3 separate regions of the Zea mays genome follow, and regions 1 and 2 are each linked to region 3. A link is a contact called in public Hi-C data. All regions are on one chromosome and are shown on one strand. Each heading gives the region's core, a stretch centred on a gene start, on an enhancer-like site or on the middle of the called end of the contact. The rest is flanking DNA. Distances are from core to core; before and after follow the strand shown.

Region 1 (3,316 bases), core at 385-2,884, 240 kb after region 3:
TAAATGTTTTTTATCTTTCTTCTCTCTTTGATATCTTAGGAGGAGAAAATGACGTAAATCGATAATCATGTTGTCGGGTGCCATAATTAGGGGTACCCAAATCACAACCCAAAAGTGCTAAGACGCTTGGGTAAGAAGGGGTTACAAGCAAACACACTCCCAACTTTACCAAGGACACACATAATCTAAATCATGACTTGCCTGAGACCAACCTCGGGCGGGAAACGTGTTTCCGACTCGCCCGAGAGCGTCTCGTGCAACACTCTGGGGCATGCCCACCTTGGCCAACCGCTCTAATCCCAGAACGTGTGTATCTAATGTAGTCCGTACGACCACCTGCCCCGCTAAAGGTGCCAAAGTCAACAAAGGACGACACGACCATGGTATAATATACTTTTACCACCCACAACGATGGTCAGAGCGCGAATACAGGGTACTATTCCCTCACTCCGACCACTGTTTCAGCCACCCGAAGCATAACTACATGCAACATCTAATCTTGATCTCGGCCTCGAAAGAAATCTTCACCTTGCCCGAGCTTGACATCGGCCAAACTGTCCCAACAGGGAAGCATGCGCATTAAATGCTACTTGTTCTCCCACGAACCCCGTCGAAGACAAGAAGGCTATAGAAACAATAAGATCGGTGTCCAATCTACTTTCCGATCCCAAGACAAGGCCTAGGACCTCTCCTCCCCGACGGGGTCCCTCCCGGGAGCGAGATCCAGACGCTGCCGACGAACTTCGCCGCCCATGCGCACGTGCGGATCATCCGGCTCGTCAGGCAGGAACCCGAGCCCTGCGTCAGGTCGCGGACCGTCCGCGCATCCGCAGAGAGCATCGCCGCCGATTCTCACCGCAGTGATTGGCGCCCGGATCGACGCCAACAACTTCATTTAGATCTCCACTCACATTTGGGCCCACTCAATATTTAGGCTTAGTCTATTTGTTTATTAAGCTGGTTGAGTAGATCCACCATAAAGCTATTCCAAAGAGCATTTCAAACAATTTTCTCACCACTAGTGGTTCCTAGATCCAAGATAGAGCAAGCTAGACCTGAAACTGCAGAACTATTTTTTGAAGCTGAAGCTATTCCAAAAAAAAAACTTTAAACTTGGGGATCCAAACACCCCATAAAAAGCTTTGGCGCAAATAATACTCTATGGAGCTGCTCAATGCGCTCCCAAGCACTTTCTCTTATCGAGATTCGACTTGGAGGCACCCATCTCTCGCAGTCTCGCTCGCTTTGTACCTCCCGCCCCTCACACGGCGACGGCAGCGGCCCGCGTTCGCGCCTTCTCTCTCCTACGCAAACCAGCACGGACCGCACCGCAGTGCTGCCGTACGGTGGGGGTGAAATGACGGCCGACGGCGCCGCGGAGTGGCAAACTCGTAGATATCTCGCGAAAGCGGCCCGGAAGACACAGCGATCTGCTTTCCACGCCGGACTCCGTTGCAGCCGGCCACCTTTTCCTCCCTCCTTCCCCTCTCCTAGTCTCCTTTCGCCTCCGAATTCCGATCACCAAAAAAAGGCCTTTCTTTTCTTTTCGTCGCCCTCTCGGTGCTCTGCTTCGCTGCGTCGCCCGCCCGTCTCTAAAAGCCTTGTGTGGATCGTGGACGCCGACGCGGCCGCAGCAGCAGCCACGGGACGGGAGTAGAGGCGCAGAGAGAGAGAAAGAGAGAAAGAGAGAGAGGTTGTGCTCGCTGCCTGCCGCTGAGAGACGGATGAAGAAGTGCCCATCGGAGCTGGAGCTGGAGGCTTTCCTCCGCGGCCGGGAGGACGCCACGGCGGCGGCGGCGGCGGCGGTGGCCGAGCAGAAGCCTACGCACGACATCGCTGCGCTGGCGCCGTTCGGCGCCGGTGGCGTGTTCCCCTCCAGCGATCTGTCCGCCTTCAGCTTCGCTGACTCGGTGAGTAGAGAGAGAGAGAGCAGAGCAGAGCATCTTACTAGACGCTGCGTTGCGTTGCGTGCATAATCGGAGCATGCAAATTCTCTGATTTCTAGTCATTATAAATTGGCGCTTCAGATCTCTTCTTGCATCAGTGTTAGAAATCCCACTCTTCGTGACATGTGGATCAGTGGACGAGATCTTGTTAATCTAGGATGAAAATTTTTCCCCCCACTGATTCACCCGACCATGCTTTCACGTTGTCAATAACAAATTTTATGATCACAACTGTATCTCTTGAACCCTAAGCATGTCGAAGCAAACCAGTGGGAGTCTTCTCCTAAACCCATAATTTCCTTCAAAAGCATCCATAATTCTCAACCCAAGGCTCTAAGAACCGATACAAGTACTACTTGGTTCTGAATCACGCGTTGAGGATCAAATTAAGCATGACCTGACCATAGAAAAGATCGAGCGCTACTGTATTTTACACTGCCGTAGACCTTGATACGGACGAAGATAACCCCAACGATCAAGTTTGCTTTTTCTTTTGTTTTGTTGTTTTTTGTCCGAGCAGAACACCCTCAATGGAACTGGAAACATCCATAATCACCTTTGGTCCCATAACCACAACGTCAGGCATCCCGCAGTCTCCACGACGATCGAGTCGCAGTCGTCGATCTGTGGTACGTATCGCTGCACGCTGCTTCCGTCTTCGGCTCCGCTCTTCCACTTTTTTGTTTTTTTTTTTTTGGTTCAGAGCAACAATTAGTTCGAAGATCATTCAGAACAGTGCGCAGTGCCTTCTGTGCTACGGATTTGAAAATCATTCAGAACTTGTGGTTTTTGAATAAAACCAGCTGCAGCCGCTAGGCAACTCGCGGTTTCGACAGAAATCAGATGTTGCAGCAGACAAGTTGGGCTTAAATAATTGTAGGGAGTAATCCTAGGTTAGTTTCCCTGTTCTTTCTAGTAGCTCACAGTACCAAGTTCAATCATTGGCATGCAGCAGCTGCAGCAGCAAGTCCAACATCGGCTACCAACCTGTACCTGAAAGAGAGCCAGGCTCTGGGCGGCACGAGTGGTTCCGACTCCGACAGCGATTCGCTGCTGGACATCGAGGGTGGCCCGTGCGAGCAGAGCACGAACCCACAGGACGTGAAGAGGATGCGACGGTGAGCATGGACAGTCATTGCTCTCCCTCAGCCTTTTTTTTTTCTTACTCACTGTTGGCACTCTATGGTCATGTCTACAGAGCAGAAGTTAGGATTGGAGTCTAGTGTAAGCTAAAAAAAAATTAAAATGCTTGTCTCAAATCACAGGATGGTGTCGAACCGTGAGTCTGCTCGACGGTCCAGGAAGAGGAAGCAAGCCCACCTAGCTGACCTTGAGACACAGGTAATTCTGTCATTGTTTGGCTACTGCAA
Region 2 (3,397 bases), core at 343-2,842, 140 kb after region 3:
GTGCTTTGTCTTTGTTCTCCATGCATGGTTCGTAGCGACATCAATAAACATATAGATCTCGGATATGTATGATGGATCTAGCTTTGATAAGTTATACATCCAGGATGTCCTCTCCATCATCACCTATAAAAAAGTAACATAAACACACAAGAACACAAATTGTCAAGAGAAATATAAATCAACATTTCCTAACAACTAAATATATCATGGATAAACAAAAATTGGCAAAAGAAACATAAACCAACATTTCTTAGCAACCTTCTTCCAAAAAATAAAGATCAAAACCTACCCCCTTGTATTTTGTGAAATCTGGCCATCCAATGGAAGTTGGGCTACGAGCTATAGTTCCTGTCGGGAAGGATGAAGGGGTGAAACCCTATATCCAAAATATGGGTAAAATAGAGGGAAAATGAACAAAAATTGGCAAGAGAAACATAAACCAAACTTTCCTAGCTATACTCTTCTCTGTAACACATGGTGAAGGCCGAGTTCCAAAATGTAGCTAAAAGTGAGCAAAAATGAATAATAATTGGCAATTGAAACATAATGAAACCAACCTTTCATAGCAACTAATAAAAAAATCTTAATTACCAAACATATCTTCCCTCTCTCCATACAACACATGCACCATTCATTAACAAACTAAATAGGTCATGGATAAATCGATTTGAGAACTAAACATGAAAAAGGAGAGAGGATAGACAAAATCTAACCATCTTAAGCTACCACATTTGAGGAAATAGAGAAAATAACCTAGCTATACTCTTTCTCTCACATATATGGTGAAACCCTATATCCAAAATGTGGCTAAAATTGAGCAAGAATGAACAAAAATTAACATTGGAGACATAAACCAACCTTTCATAACAACTTTCTTCCAAAAAATGAAGAACAAAATCTCTCTCCTTGTATTTTGTGAAATCTAGACCTCGAACATCGTCTTCAATGGAAGTTGGCTGTGAGCTACAGCTCTTATCGGGGAGGACCAAAAGGTATTCATACTACTAAGGTCACTGTCGGGTGGTTAAGAACCGCCAGTGAAAACTTATTTTCATTGACGATTGGTATAACAAAACCGTCAATGATAATCTAATTTTCACTGGCGGTTTCATAAGTCGGCCCCACCTATTTATTTTTCACTGGCTCGTGGTAATTGAAACCGCCAGTGATAATCTAATTTTCACTGGCGGTTTCTTAAACCTACCTCACCTATTTATTTTCATTAGCGCGCGTTAATTGAAAACACCAACGAAAATTTGTATGTGTTGTAGGCTTTGAACTCTTTTGCACTAGCGCAGGCCACAATATAGCCTAATATATTTTCACGGTACATTAGGCATGTTCTGCCGAGTGGCTTTTATAAAAGTCTACTACGTGCTACAACACAGTAGAATATGCTAGTTCAATTTGATATCGAATTATCGATAAACAATATGGTGCGCTCGCGTCAGCAAAGAGTTCTCAGCGAGGCGGCCGGAGCACTGTGCGCCGCCGGTTTTTATTTGTTCGCGAGCGATTCTACTTGAGCCACGATCTTTCCAGCCCCCACAGACAAACGACGCACACAGTCCCTGTCGGGGTCATGTACCTGGGCCGGTCGACAGGGGGGGAAAGGGGAGGTTCCCTCTTCCTTCGTGGCTGGCTGTGGCTCACAGTGACCTGCGCCGCAGGAAATCTTCCTGAGCCGTACGTAGACCTTCTTCAAGTGTATTTTTATGGCCTTATGGGCGTGCACGATATGATACGGCGTATGCCAATCTGTTAGGTGTGCCAGCCACGAGAAGCTTGTGGCAGACGACGCCGGCCGGCCACTCGAGATGGTTTTCTATAAAAGTTGTTTTAGAAAAGGTCTCCGATTCTAAACCTTTTTTAGATTATAAAAACTACATGAATACTCCCTCCGTTTCATTTTAGTTGTCGCTGGATAGTGCAAAATTTAACTATCCAGTGATAACTAAAAAGAAACGGAGGGAGTACCATTGTACTCCTGTAATATAAGCACTCCATTCTAATCTATAATTCATTTTAATCTATAATTCGTTTGACTCTTTTATCATAAGTTTGACCGGCTGGTTATACTAAAATGCTTCATAATTATTGTTAAGTTTTTGTTGCGATATGGTCTAGCGTATAATATATACTTTGAGTATGGCTTTGATTTTTCCATTTTCCAGCAAAAAAGTTTGAATAAGATGAGCCGGTCAAACCCGACATAAAAAGTCAAACGAATTATAAATTGGAACGGAAGGAGATCAGTTATATATATATATATATATATATATATCGTTGCCAAACAGATTTTGCAGATAAATAATAATATCGCCATCAATCTGGTTTCGATCGAGTCTATTGGCATAGTGTGTACCATGATGATGGGACTCGGAGCATTGGGTTCGGCCGGTTGTGGATACTGCGTGCTACGCTACTTTTCTTTCTTTTTTGTTGTCTCCGGTTGATCGACGATAACACTAGATGCAAGTGATCATGATACGGATTAAAATTTGCGTGTCCCTCCTTTTCATGACGATCGCGACACGGAAATTGAGCGAGACCCGTCCACATTGGATCTATCGCAGGGAAGATATCGTTTCTTTAGTCGTCTCATTCACCAAGTGCTGCTATCAGAAAGCTTTTCATCAATCTAATTTCTATAAACCAAGTAATAAACTGGTATGTTTGTAGCCAATTTAATTTCTATAAATCGGTTTCTTAAAAAACTGGATAAATAGGGCCTCAGTTAGTTTATATCTCATGACCAATGAAATAGTACAGTTGTAGTGGTAGAGCGTAAAGGAAAAAGAGTGGTCACTTCTTTTTTGCCCATAAACAACAACGAAAGGTGATTAGGAGATAGAAGAAGCAGTATCTTAATTATTGCCGAAACAAACTTCGTTTTTTGTTTCGTTTCTCTCACTTTGCTCACTTGGTGCCATGATGACGATCGAACCAACCATATATATATATACACTAGGTGAGTTTGCAACGGAAACATATATCACAATAACTTATAATTGTATAACTTATTTGTACATAAGTTATCATGGTAAATGTTCTTCTTGCAACGTAAAGTCACTCATCTAGACACAAATGAAGTAACACAGACAATAACATGTAAGTTCTGGTAGCTTTTTGAGCCTAAGCTCATATTACACGGCAAACTTCAAGCTTACCACCAAAACCAGTAAATACATATCAGTTTATTGCTCATTATTAGAACTGTTGTGAGATGTTGTATGCCAGTAATAAAGATTCGCTACAGTACATGACTAAAAACCCATAGAAACAATCTATATGTGATTGCATAATTCGTAGGTGTAGAACACCACCTAACCTGCATCATGCTCAAACACTTATCAATTACAATACTATAGGACAATATGATGTTGCAAAGATGGGG
Region 3 (3,163 bases), core at 636-3,135:
GCACAAGGGAACAGTTCAAAATTTCAATTCTTAAATACATATCTAGTCTAGCGTAGAGTTCAAGTTATATGCTCACAAATAAGAGGGGCCATAGTGTTTCGCTGTGATGCACATAGTGGATGTAATATCCAATGAATCACATATAATCTTTGCCTCACTCTGAAGCTAAAAATTCCTAAAAAAAACAAACTCTCAAGCTAAAAGCTTCACAATAAGGACTTACCATGCCCAACGTGAAACAAATTTAACTGTTTGGAGTCATACTTAGTTACTGATCTTGAGTTATTTCTGAGACTACCAACAGCAATCTAACTATTTCATGATTTCATCTGAATCAGAGAATGTGCTGCATGAAGCATATGTGAGCCAAGTAATGCTCCCAAACATCTTATGTAGGAGAAGAGAGAAATCATTAAACACAGGGAAACATGATTTGCAAAGTACAATTAACAAAAGCATGAAGCACAACACTTGGATTCCTAATTTTTGAATTGTTCACCATTAAATTATTACATCAGCTGCTAAATATTGACCAATGCATCCCATAGTAAATGGATCTTCAGTACGTGATTAACATCAAGGCTTATCTAAAGGTAAAGCAATCAGATTGCTGAAACTGCTACCTTGAACCAGAACACAAGCTTGGAATGTTTTGCTCAGATTTGCTTCGACTGTCGATTATGAAAGAACCCTATTATTCTGATCGACTAACCTATAAATACTTAAGCACCTCAAGGAATTTCCAAATGAACAATCTCTTAAACTCACAAGCAAACTGATCCATGCTAAGTCAATAATCCCAACGCCAATTGCATAATAAACCAACAGTCTAGCACCACACATAAACCTATCACCACAAAGTCTGGAGCAAGAACAACCATCCTAATAATCTCAGCCACCTAGCGCAGGACAGGCACAATGGAGTGTGTGATCTCTGGCCTCTAATTCTTTAACGGTCATCTGTTCCAACAACTCCGAAGAACGGAACAGCAGTTAGTCATGCTAGGGCAAGACCCGGCATACCCAAGCCAAACTCCCAACGAGCTGTGGCAATCAGGACCAGAGAGCCACTAACATAAGTATATAACATCAATTAACAGAATAATAGCCTCACGCGTCGCCAGCGCCTTGGAAGCCCGAAGCCCCCACATACCACGGGTTACCAGCCTCACGCGTTCCCGGCGCTTGGAAGCCCCACTGCACCTGACCTGACTTCTTAATTCCGTTTAAAAGTCTACAGGCACGTAATTCCCGAGCAGCAAATTCATGAACCGCGGTTTCCGAAGGGGCTTCTTGCCTAGTACACGCTAGGTTTTCGGAGAAAGGGGGTAGGATTCGAGGATGAGAGACGGGGGAAATGAGGTAAACTAACCTGAGAAGGAGAGGTCCAGGGAGGCCTCGTCGGGGTTGGAGGAGGAGGCGGCGGATTCATTCATGAGGCGCTCGATCCGCTCTGCGACGGATGGCGGCACGCGGAGGATGAACTGCTCCTCCATCGCAGTCCCAAATCCACTGGGACAGTGGATCGAAACTTAGGGATCTCTGACTCAAGCGAAATAACACTAATCAGGAAGAGACAGTGGGGAACAAGGAAAATAAAGGAACAAGAACTAAGGGAGCAGAGAAGATCGAGAATAGGTAAGGCCGGAAGGAGATAAACTCATCGACTCACCGTTCGCTGGAGGTCGCGAGACCCACGCTGTGCCGCTGATTTTCTCCACTGTCCCGAGTCACGCAGACTCCGTGGTGGCTCTTCTCGCGCGGAGCAGCAGTCTGGCGGAGAAAGAAGCACTCTCTGGCTTGGCACTGGTTTCCGCGGAGGCTCGTCGCCGGCGAGAGAAATAGGTAGCAATTATTTCACGCTGGGCAGGTTAACGCCGTGCGTGCCGCTTGTTGTGCTAGTCGGGCCTAATTGTTACACGGAGTGATAATATTCTAAGACCAACTCCAGCAGTCTGCCTCTCCGTATCCCTAAAACGCGCGGCCAACACATTCTCTCTCCTCTCCGTATCCGTCTCCGTTTCCAGCAACACTCCCCATCCCACTCCGCATGCAGTCTATGACACCTGGGGCCCGCCAGCAGGCGCGCGCGCACGCAGAGAGCTGCGGAGAGGAGAGAGAAAGTGTGGAAATGGGGAGTGCAGGGACACGACGTCCATTTTGCGGAGAGGGATGCGGAGCCTGCTGGAGCGCGCAATAGTGCCTCAGACCGTGCAAAATGCGGATGCGGAGTGGGATACGGAGTCTTGCTGGAGTTGGTCTAAGACTTAGAATACTATGCGCTGTACCGCGGGTTGATAACCTAGAACTAGAGAGGCTCTTAAGCAAAGTTGTCGTGGCCGAAGGGTAACTTTCTATCCAATCTGTCGGATCATACATCAACGACTCAGACCAATTCAACCCTAAACCGAAACGGTATGGAACGTTGTCCGCCAGATGACGATCGACGATCACGTTTTAATGAAGCAGGATGTGATCTGCACCGCAGGATCAAAGATCTACGACCACGCGAGCCACTCAATCGAAGGGGTATGGTCTTCTAATCATGGCATTCAAACACAGATCTAATCATGGCCACTGAATTGAAAGCTGTTTGCAGCAGATGGCGAACACAATGACTGAAATGCAAGCTCAGATGCAGCAAGAATGCCAGGAGATGCGTCAGGAGCGACAGGAAATGCGACAAGAGATGAGACAAGAACGACTGGAACAACAGTAGCAACCACCACTACCTCCACCATCACCACCAGTTCCACCTCGGGACAAACACCGGGAATTCATGAGTCACAAGCCACCTACATTCTCCAGCTCTTCAGATCCTGTACATGCTGATGATTGGCTGAAATCAGTGGAGAAGATGCTTAGTATTGCTCAATGCACAGATCGGGAGAAGGTGCTCTATGCGTCGGGTTGTCTCACTGGCCCCGCTGCTTATTGGTGGGACTACTACATTGCTGCTCATGCTGCTGCTAATACTATTACCTAGGCAAAATTTTCTACATAATTCAGAAACTACCATATTCCTGCTGGCCTGATGCAAATAAAGAAGGAATTCTTATCACTGAATCAAGGCAACATGTCAGTCAGTGAATACAGTGATAAATTTATTCAGCTGTCGAGGTATGCTCCAGATGAGGTTGCTGATGATGAAATGAAGAAGGAG

What was found. Hi-C and Micro-C count contacts between places; a contact is called where the count stands out from the background.
Region 1: a Hi-C map of leaf shows a contact between it and region 3, with 6 times the contacts expected there. The contact joins the promoter of LOC100192650 here to the promoter of LOC100193879 in region 3. A contact is called at or near these places in 9 of 25 Hi-C or Micro-C datasets (ear, endosperm, leaf and 3 more).
Region 2: a contact with region 3 is called in a Hi-C map of tassel, with 3 times the contacts expected there. The contact joins the enhancer-like site here to the promoter of LOC100193879 in region 3. A contact is called at or near these places in 5 of 25 Hi-C or Micro-C datasets (bundle sheath, ear, leaf and 1 more).

Annotation. Positions count from the first base shown.
Region 1 is chr5:89,133,855-89,137,170 of Zm-B73-REFERENCE-NAM-5.0, forward strand. LOC100192650 reads left to right here and starts at 1,635. Exons shown (of 6, transcript NM_001137862.1): 1 at 1,635-1,910; 2 at 2,467-2,575; 3 at 2,899-3,064; 4 at 3,212-3,287. The coding sequence starts at 1,725.
Region 2 is chr5:89,035,344-89,038,740 of Zm-B73-REFERENCE-NAM-5.0, forward strand. No RefSeq gene overlaps it. Among protein-coding and RNA genes, the nearest start is that of LOC103626679, 3.7 kb to the right of the region's middle. Within about 2 kb of position 1,593, at least 15 of the 20 cell types and tissues checked have an H3K27ac peak or open chromatin away from gene starts, as enhancers often do. A contact at or near this core is called in bundle sheath, ear, leaf and 1 more, where this site is marked.
Region 3 is chr5:88,892,385-88,895,547 of Zm-B73-REFERENCE-NAM-5.0, forward strand. LOC100193879 (Transcription initiation factor TFIID subunit 7) reads right to left here and starts at 1,886. Exons shown (of 6, transcript NM_001138956.1): 1 at 1,673-1,886; 2 at 1,373-1,542. The coding sequence starts at 1,496.